Regions from separate parts of the Salvelinus alpinus genome. Here region 1 is linked to region 2. A link is a contact called in public Hi-C data. All regions are on one chromosome and are shown on one strand. Each heading gives the region's core, a stretch centred on a gene start, on an enhancer-like site or on the middle of the called end of the contact. The rest is flanking DNA. Distances are from core to core; before and after follow the strand shown. Region 1 holds the start of LOC139546312 (protein mono-ADP-ribosyltransferase PARP15-like). Region 2 holds the start of LOC139546311 (calcitonin gene-related peptide type 1 receptor-like).

Region 1 (5,385 bases), core at 384-2,883, 150 kb before region 2:
AACTTCCGACTTCAGCTGTATGTGTATTGTCCATATAATGGTACACGGTAGGGTCAGATTAATATAGATGCTTACTGTCAATGTCAGTTTACAAAGGCTCAAGGTTTGGTCCCTCAGATACTACCATCCATGCATACCTTGGAGATGAAGTGATTACATGCTTAATTAGCTGTGTTGAACGACTACAGAACTACAATGGCTCACACATCAACAGCTCAAACAGCTTCTACAAAGCCAAATACGGTACAGCTAGACAGCTGCTATAGATCCTGACCATTAGTTGTTTTATCTGTATGGGAAAACCCTGCATTTATTTTAAATAGTTGAGTTCGCTGTAGTAAGGTGAATTAAATAGACACAACACTGATGTTAGTCCGTTAAAATACAACTTGAGCTCTTGTTGTGGTGTGTATGGTTATAAACCACTAGAGGTCCATAGAGTCAAAGGTCTGCTTTGTATTTCATAAACAAAACAAAAAAGGTTAGAAATTCCGTAAGATCTTGTTGTTAAAAGCTTTTTTTAATTGTGATCGGAAAAAAAACATTTATAGTGTGGACACATCTTTGAAATGACCGATGATGACCCCTTGAATAATGACCATATATTCAGAAAATGTACTGTGTGAAATAACTGTCCTGATGCTCAGCGTCTCTTAAACATGATATTCATTTTCAACACTGCACATAGTCATTCTTCAATTGTAACTCCAAGTGAATAAGATTAGGTAGTTACCTACCACTTTTACTTCTATTTTGAAATAAAACAATGGACACAGAAGAAGTACTGTACAGTAGGTACTACCTTGTCTCTGTGCAATTACCTAGTATTTCTCGAGTATAAAGCCTATATATGTGATATATGTAAGGGATGAATGCAGACGCTCTGTACATTATCTGGAAATGATGGACGACGTGGTAGGGACGACACGCTGCCTAGTATAAAGCCTATGTGTGTGTTATTTATTGTGTGACTCATCCTCTATCAAACATCACCTCCACTGATATAACAGGAGTCAGCTCTTATGACCAAACTCTGTCTTTCAGCTTCAAGTCTGCCCCTGTGTGTTCCTCTGAATTCAAGGGGGAATTCAGTCCGTCCGTGTCAGTATTGTCAAGGGGCTGCAGTGTAATACTGTAGATTAGATCTCTAAGGAAGTTAACAGTTATTTGACAGGTGAATTGATTTGCCAGGGTTAACTCCGCTAGAAGGTCTTTTGCTATTTTCTCATTCCTGACTGGGAAGGAAAGAAGGAGTCAAATCCAGAATAGTGTGATTGTGATTGCTGGTAAGTTCACAGGCAGTACAGTAGAGTAGACCTACAGGCAGTACAGGATAGTGTGATTTAGATTGCATGTGAGTTCACAGGAATGGGGAGGTCCACCACACCACAAGTACAGGATCCTGTCAACATGGACACAAAATTGCCCTTTCTGTGTCAATTCAGGATTACAATGCCTACAGGTAGTTTTGAACATCCTACTGTATTCATCTGTTGAACAGAAACATGGTGAAACGTAATAATGAATCTTAGTTTCACTTCACACGTGTCCCATCTCTTACTCATAACAAAACGTGCATTTCGATAGGCTGCACCCTTACAGGCCTGCACGTGTTATTGGCTATACTTACATAAAGGAAGTACGTTTCCTGTCAGTAGTAAGCGCTCGTTTGCATCAGCCACATAGCTTGTCAGTACGCAAAGTTGTAACGTCTCCACATTTACGTTAACTACCAGATCCTGCTCTGTTAAACATCTTGTTGGTAAGTTTACCTTCCTGTTCTGCAGTCTTTAACCTGTGTTGTGTGAGATATGGCTGCTCCCGCTCTTTTGAACAACAGTTGTTTCTCGTCTAGTTTACGGGACTCTAGACTTCTCTCATTCCACCTCTCTCACCAAAAACAGAAGTGCTTGTACTTTCTCATTCTCCCACAGATACAGCTTATCAACTAAAGTCTATTCCTTTTGTCTTCCGTAGATGTTGTACAGTTTGTAATGGCATGAAATGTTCCTTCTTGGAAATATTCACCCATTTTGAATCCTATGATGCAACTCGTCATACCGGCTGTATGTCTGCCTGTTTGAACTCAGATACACAATAAAAACATGAAATCATCCTGGGAATCGATAGAACATCGCTCAGAGATGTACAAAAACGATATAACATTCAACATGGGTGTCACGTTCCTGACCTGTTTTTCCTTTGTTTAGCTTTATTTAGTTGGTCAGGACGTGAGCTGGGTGGGCAGTCTATGTTATGTGTTTCTTGTTTAGGTTCATTGGTAATTAGCCTTATATGGTTCTCAATCAGGGGCAGGTGTTTGACGTTTCCTCTGATTGAGAACCATATAAAGGTAGGCTGTTCACACCGTTTGTTTGTGGGTGATTGTCTTCCGTGTCAGTGTTTGTACCACACGGGACTGTTTCGTTTGTTTAGTCTGTACCTGTTCATGCGTTCTTCATTATATGTAAGTTCACATGTTCAGGTCTGTCTACGTCGTTTTGTTGTTTTGTAGTTATTCAAGTGTGCTTCGTGTTCCGCTTGTTTAATAAATTCATTATGTATTCAACCAACGCTGCGTTTTGGTCCGATCCCTGCTCCTCCTCAGATGAGGAGGAGAACAACCGTTACAATGGGTGATTATTTCCTTTAAGTGTATTAAAACAGTACTGATATCACATTTACATCAAATATACTGTATGTCTTCAGTAGTGAAAGTAAAAACAACTTTAAAGCAGACTACATTACAATGAGCCCAATGGTTACATCAGACAACCCTTTCAATGTTAATTATGATTATTGATAGCTTGTACTCAGGTAATATATTCTGTACAGTATTAGGATCACTTCTATCGAACTGTTGACTGTTGTTTTATTGTCACTCATGTTTGATTGCTTTTCACATAACATAATGATATGTCTATATTGTTAGTTGAGTAGTTTACAGTATGCATAATAACTTTTGTGCCATTCCTTACTGTATCCATCTCTTTTAGACATTTAGACCATGGAATTTCTGAAGTCAATGAAGACGGAACTGGGCCAGTGGTTATCAACAGACCCTGAGTATATCATTGAAAAGTGTGAAGATATTTTATCAGTTAAACAAGGAAAAGCTGTTTCCAACCAAGCCACTGCTGCAGAGAAGATCTGTCTTCTTTTGGATGAAATCAAGAAAAAGGGGGAGGGTGCATGTGTGGAGTTCTATGAGATTCTGAAGAAAGAGAAGGCACATTATCCAGGCCTTCAACAGCATTTCAGCAAAAACACACAAGGTAAAATAGCAGTATTACATGAACATTTGTAGTGATTAAAGACATTTAAGCACTTCATAGCAGTTATTAGAAAACATACATTTAAAATGTTTGTCATGTAGCTGACACTTATCCAGAGTGACTTATGGGAGCAATTAGTGTTCAGTGAATTGCTCAAGGACACATCGGCACATTTTTCACCTAGTCGGCTCTGGGATTTGAAGCAGAAACCTTTCGGTTATTGGGCCCAACTCAGTGTATGTGTTTTAGTATACAGAATATAAAATGTACTGGTCAGGTTTGTCGGGCCAGTGATTTTTTTACAGACTGCAAAGTCATACAAAAGGTCATCATCTAACAAGGCAATAACACATTTGTTTTGAAGCGTCATCCAGCCCAACGGTTTATGCGGATTGCAGCAGCACTGTTGATTCCCGACTAGTTACCAGGAACCGAATTAAAAAGGACTTGATCATGCATAAAACCATCCAAGCAGGAGAGTTGAATCCATCTGGTGAGTGCTACTATGAATAAGCTAACATGGTCATTCTAATGAAGTTGTGCTGCTTACTAACAGACAGCACCATAAGAAGAGCATAAGACAACTGTATAGTTACTTGGACACAAAATGTATCTTTCAGGAATTAACCTCAGCCAACCGCCCCCAAATGCAAATATGGTTGCAATCAATAACAGTCATATCTCTGCTGAAATGATAACGGACAATGACATCGATGGCAACCTCGATTTGTCTTGGACACAGGCCCCACCTCCAGCCCCAGTCCGACAAGCCTCACAGTGTCCAGGTAAACTATTTAGGCAAGTTTTGTCTTCACAGGGCTCAACCTGAGCTGTAGTTGTGTTAGAGAACAGGGGCCTAATAACTGTTGTGTACATTTTACACTACATTTCTGCATGCACCATTTCTGAAAAGTAAACAAAATATTGAGATTTATAAACTGGGCGCACGTCATACATACACATATTTCCTGTTATCAATCACAGCTGTCGTAAACTGTGTGCGGGAACAAGCATTATAACTTTGACTGAAAAAGGTCCATCACTCACACAAAACAACCTGTGAACACATTTATTAAGTCAATAAAGAAACAATAATTCTAATGAAACTGGATCAGGTGACGTCATGAATGTGTCTCGATATTGCACTGACAAAGAGCTTAGTCTCACCCGTAAACCAATCTGTTGCCATTATACTTCAAAAGGTGAACTTATTTGCAATCATTTACTTTTGCATGGCTAAAGTTTTGACAGTGCTTCTCTGATATTGGCTATAAGTCCTTCCTAAACAAAAAAGAACATCTATTACTAAAAGTAAAAGTGAAAGTTAATCACTAGTCAGCCTCTGCCATTTTCTGCCTGTCACATTTAAACTTTTACAAGTTGACTGTTAGAATCAACACACTCAAAGTTTGAAGTTTATTCCACATCCTGTACATGGCTAATCGTGTAGTAAGCTATTTTCCTCTTCTGTGTGCTAGTAGTAAGATAATTTCCTCTTGTGCGGCTGTAACTAAGAGGAAGTCAAAGAGAGAATTCACCCAAATCACAAAATTACACCTTGGTTTCCTTACTCTGTAAGCAGTTTAAAGACAGTAATCCATGCTTTGGTTTTGTGTGCCTGGCCAAATTCTCTTTTCATCATTTGTGGGTCAAAACCAATGCAAATCAACATCCTCAATATGAGCATTTTACACGCTTCATGTCCAAGTCATTGTGTTTATTGAACCTTTATTTAACTAGACAAGTCAGTTAAGAACAAATTCTTATTTACATTGACGGCCTAGGAACAGTGGGTTAACTGCTTTGTTCAGGGGCAGACCTTGTCAGCTCAGGGATTTGATCTAGCAACCTTCCGGTTACTGGCCCAACGCTCTAACCACTAGGCTACCTGCCGCCCCAGCAGGTAGACTAGTAACTGGCAGGTAGCCTAGTAACATTGCTTGAGCGACAGTAACCAAACCATTTTAGACACTTGCTGATGATTTGGACACAAAATGATGAAATATTGTAATATTGGGGATATTGACTTGCATTGTTTTTTGGGACACATGCTAAAAAGAGACTATGTACACAAAACCAAAGCATGTTTTTTTAGTTCTCTGTAATGAAT
Region 2 (5,135 bases), core at 954-3,453:
GATTTTATAAATGCTGAGCCAAGCAATACATTTTTTGCTTCATGTCATATTTTTTTCATGGCGGTGGGTTATTGTGGATGTTTAATAAGTAATTTTACTCGTGAGAATGTGAGTTAAAAGGGTGCAATCTATGGACGGGTTAAAGAGGCAGAGGACAAATATGGTGTCAGCAAAATGCATCTGGAAAGGTTTAAAAAAAGTCTAAACGGCCCTGATGGCCTTGAATGTTCTACAGTTCTGAGTTCGTTCATGTGTACTCTTTCCTCTCCTTGATGGAGTAATATCTCTGCCTTCCTCATCGTATCACAGCAAGATCTGCCAAATGTGAGCATCATCATCATATTCATCATGTTCTTCCCTCTAGCTGCCCCAAAACATTTCATCATGTCCAATCTGTGGCTTACATAACCATGCAGATGATTCAACAACAACTTGAGATTGCACTGTTGCCAAACATCAGTGTTGGGGTATACCACATGACTGAGGAGAGCGGGCAAATTTACACTACAATGCTGTCAGTAGCGATCAGTTCAACTGGTTGTGCCGCGCAATGTAAAAAGGCACAGTTCTTATTCTTTCATGTTTTTTTGTATTAATGTTTTTATTAGTATAGTTATGCTTTCAAACGTATCGGTTCTGTGAAAAAAAAATATTTCCCTTGCTTCTGAAGACAGTTCATGATATTACAAGATACAATAATTCTCATTCTTTACACTCTCCAGTCAACTCATTGTCAAACAGCAATATGACATATAAACTTGTAGAATGCCCAGGAAATCCTTTTCGTTTTGCATTAACATGTTCATCATGATAATTTATGATTTATAGGTTACCTACCCACCACATTGTGCGCTAAAATGTAAATGGGGGTAGCCTAACACTTAGGTTCCACTGTAGCCTAAAGTTTGGAAAGGTTATATAAGGTTGTAAAAAACGCATCATGAATGGGGGCTGAGAGTTAATACAAATGTAATATTGCAGGTGTTGTCTTCCTTATAAACATGTTACGTAGCATGTTGCAGTGCAAACGTACTTATAGGCTACCTTGCATTTGTTTAATATTCCAATAATTTCAAACCCTTTCAAATGTCATAGATCAAACAAAGCTGTCAAAAACTAACCTAAATTAAGGATTAAGTATTAATAGGCTATTACCAATGATTGTATGCTGATGACGGGAGTCATCATACACTATTTGTACACATGTACAAACCATGTACTATATATACATGGTTAAATAGTACATGGTTTGTACATGTGTACAAATAGTGTATGATGGGTCAATAACAAGGATATATATAGCCTCGTTATTGACCCATCATACACTATTTGTACACATGTACAAACCATGTACTATTTAACCATGTTAAATCGGAAAGAGTCTGTTGCATGTATGATGGGTCAATAACGAGGCTATATATATATATATATATAGTACACACTATTTGTACACATGTACAAACCATGTACTATTTAACCATGTATATATAGTACATGGTTTGTACATGGTTTGTACATATATATATAGCCTCGTTATTGACCCAATTAGGGGTATTCAATTCTAATTTCCCTATGGAGTTATGCAAAATAGTGCAAATGACTAACCTATCTGCTGCGGTGCGTAATTGTTTTTTGGAAGACTACAAGAAATAGGCTATTGTTATCCCTGTCGACAGTAGACTGAAATCAGTCCAGGTTGCTTTAAAAAGCATGTTTCAGGTCTAAATTTACCAGACAGAAATGCAACAGACTCTTTCCGATTATCATGGGCTTGAATTGGATATGTATAGGCTATTGATTTTAGAAAAGGAAAAGCAAATCACTTATGCATCGATACTGGAATCGATGCGTAAGTGGAAAAATAAAATAGTAATCCTAAACCAGATCTGTAAATATTCCCATTATTAATACACTATTCGAATGGTTCTTACCTGATGCGAATAGTTCACAATCCAATGCCAACGCGATTTAGAAAGTCACATTAGCCGACCAAACACTCCAGCGACCGCTTTTATTTTCACAAATGCAACCTCCGCAGCAATGGTAGTGAACCAAACCTAAAGGGTTTCAACACTCAATGAATAAAGTGTCAGACTGGAGCCGCTGTCAGATTGTGGGAGGCATTCACATTAGTCTACTTCCTGTTACATCACGAATTAGCCTACAGCTCTTCAGGAGAACCCACCAACCCACCACGCAGATTGCATGATATAGACCAGGGATGGGAAACTTTGATAGGGGTGGGGCACACAAAACGTCTGAAATCATCATGGGGCGGCGCAGTGGCTCGCGCATCTGTATACGCACATCCTTACCCACACATGTAGTCAGAGCCGGACCAAGTCTTTTGCGAAATTTTGTTAACCCCACCTTGCCAGCAAAGCATTTTAGCCGCCCCCCCTCTGACAGCAGATATAAGAAAAATGTTGAGTTAATTTCCTGCAATTCTACACATTTTGCCATGTGGCATAGAGAACATCTTGCAGTTTTACAGTTAATGCCCTGCAATTCTACACGTTTTGCCATAGTGTGGAGAGAAATGTTTGCAGTTTTTAATATATCTGTCACGACCTGCACGTATGTCTCTATTTTGGTTTGGTCAGGGTGTGATTTGGGTGGGCATTCTATGTTCTTTTGTCTATGTTTTGTATTTCTTTGTGTTTGGCCGGGTGTGGTTCTCAATCAGAGGCAGCTGTCTATCTTTGTCTCTGATTGAGAACCATACTTAGGTAGCTTTTTCCCACATGGTTTTTGTGGGTAGTTAATTTCTGTTTAGTGTTTTCACCTTACAGGACTTTTTTGGATATTCTCTTGTTTATTTTTGTTATAATGTTCAGTTTTAATAAAACAAGCATGAACACTTACCACGCTGCGCTTTGGTCCGATGATTCCTCTTCTTCAGACGACGAATACATTGCAATATTTGAGTGAGAGTGACTAACAAATTCAACGGGGGGCCGGGCCAGGTCGGTAATTCGACCATGTTTACTACAAATGTAGATAGCTGGCCACTAGACTAATTTACCAATCTAAAACATGTTAGCTGACATGGGCTAATTGAGTGACTGTCAGTGACTGACATAACAAGAAACTGCTGATGCACAAACAAATTTTGAAATTGTACCTTGTGTATTTGTCACCGATTCCTCTGGAACTTTCATTACACACATCTGGCCACTATTCCCACGGATTGTATTTGTATGTATGTGTCCTTTGTTCACCATGGTGCTGTCCATTTATTGTTACATTGTCCGTTGGTGCTGTGTGTTTTGGGCTTTCGTGCCCTTGTGGATTGCGCAGATGATCATGGGTCTCGTCCCGTGTGTTAATCATCATGCACGTGTGTTATTTATTCAAGGTACTCCTCGCTCTTTTGTTTGGGTTTGTGTCTGCAGAGTTTGTTCCAATGCATTGGCTGTAAACATTCGGCCTGGTTCTAAATGACAGGAACATACCCGCAATTCGATGTCTTCTCATATGGAAGAAGCTCGCTCTGTGAGTGTTCATCTCATTATTAGACTTGGTTTATCCCATAGGCTTTATCATAAGTAGGTCAACTGACTGACATACAGGTAACTATTTTTTACTTTAGTTTATTTGGTCAATATTTTCTTGACTCTTTCTTGAACTGCACTGTTGGTTAAGGGCTTGTAAATAAGCATTTCACGGTAAAGTCCACACTTGTTTTCGAAACATGTGACAAATAAAGTTTGATTTGAACTGTCCAAATCAGTTAAACACTTGAGTAAATGAGGGATACAAAGTATGGTGAAAGCGGGTGCTTCCACACGGGTGTGGTTCCTGAGTTAATTAAGCAATTAACATCCATCATGCTTAGGCTCATGTGTAAAAAATGCTGGGCAAGCCATACTTTTGGCCATCATTTTGGCTACCATGGCTATGCCCCCATAGGATGACAATGCCCCTATCCACAGGGCATGAGTGTTCACTGAATGGTTTGATGTGCATGAAAACGATGTAAACCATATGTCATGGCCGTCTCAGTCACCAGATCTCAACCCAATTGAACACTTATGGTAGATTCTGGAGCAGCACCAGCGTTTTACACCAAATGGTATTTCTCGTGGAAGAATAGTGTCACATCTCGAGAACTGTTTTGGACATAGTCTCATTTATAATCTATCGAGGTCATTACATTATTATAAAAAAATATGAATGTAGGCTATGATTGCAGAGAAATTCCCAACAAACGAATAGGTCATTTGTCAATTTGGAGTCATATATCATTCAAGTGAAGGCCATTATGGAAACGTTAGAACTATCATGATAATACAACACTGCCCCCCTGTGTCTAAGTGATGCACTTGTCAGTGGAGTCAATTCCAATAGCCTGCTGTACTGCAATATGAAAGGGGACTTGGAACAGAATGAACATCTGCACAAAAATGCAATGTTGATGACTATGCCAAATTAAACGTAGTCTCCAATGGGTTGCTGATATGTTGTTTTCACCTGGGTAAAAAAAAAAGACCATGGAAAAAAGAAACATGACAAGATATTACTCACATGAAGGGGTAAAATAATGAAACAGATCATTTACAGTAATTGATATAGATGATGTACAGTACTTGATACAGATAATGTGCTTTATTGTATGATATTACATGTGCAGTGCTTTTGGGATAATTAATGTTCATCATTTGTCAACAAAAAAAAACTTGTCTGGTGTCCTCAAGAAGAAAAAATAATACAATTATATACCGGTATTTGGTATGTGACAGTAAAAAAAATGTATAAAATTGTGATATTACTAAAAAAAATCTTCTTACAAACGGTTAAAAGGTTACAATAAGCAATACAACATTACACAATAGGCCAAAACAAGCCTTTTATACAATTGCTGCAAGACTACAAGGACATACCAAAGTCAAATAAGAATGATATAAATAAAGACTCATTCAAAAGTAGTGTATGTAGGAAGGGTTTAATAAGAAGTAGGAAGGGTTTAATATTAATAGGAAGGGTTTAATAGGAAGTAGGAAGGGTTTAATATTAATAGGAAGTAGGAAGGGTTTAATAGGAAGTATGAAGGGTTTAATAGGAAGTAGGAAGGGTTTAATAGGAAGTAGGAAGGGTTTAATAGGGAGTAGGAAGGGTTTAATAGGAAGTAGGAA

What was found. A called contact is a pair of places that touch in the nucleus more often than the background predicts.
Region 1: a Hi-C map of liver shows a contact between it and region 2, with 7 times the contacts expected there. The contact joins the promoter of LOC139546312 here to the promoter of LOC139546311 in region 2. A contact is called at or near these places in 2 of 3 Hi-C or Micro-C datasets (liver and muscle).

What each region holds. Positions count from the first base shown.
Region 1 is chr20:12,609,171-12,614,555 of SLU_Salpinus.1, reverse strand. LOC139546312 (protein mono-ADP-ribosyltransferase PARP15-like) reads left to right here and starts at 1,633. Exons shown (of 7, transcript XM_071354544.1): 1 at 1,633-1,762; 2 at 2,997-3,275; 3 at 3,640-3,768; 4 at 3,896-4,060. The coding sequence starts at 3,008.
Region 2 is chr20:12,458,522-12,463,656 of SLU_Salpinus.1, reverse strand. It overlaps LOC139546311 (calcitonin gene-related peptide type 1 receptor-like), which reads right to left and starts at 2,203. Exons shown (of 13, transcript XM_071354543.1): 1 at 1,932-2,203. It overlaps tfpia (tissue factor pathway inhibitor a), which reads right to left. Exons shown (of 6, transcript XM_071354542.1): 6 at 4,594-5,135.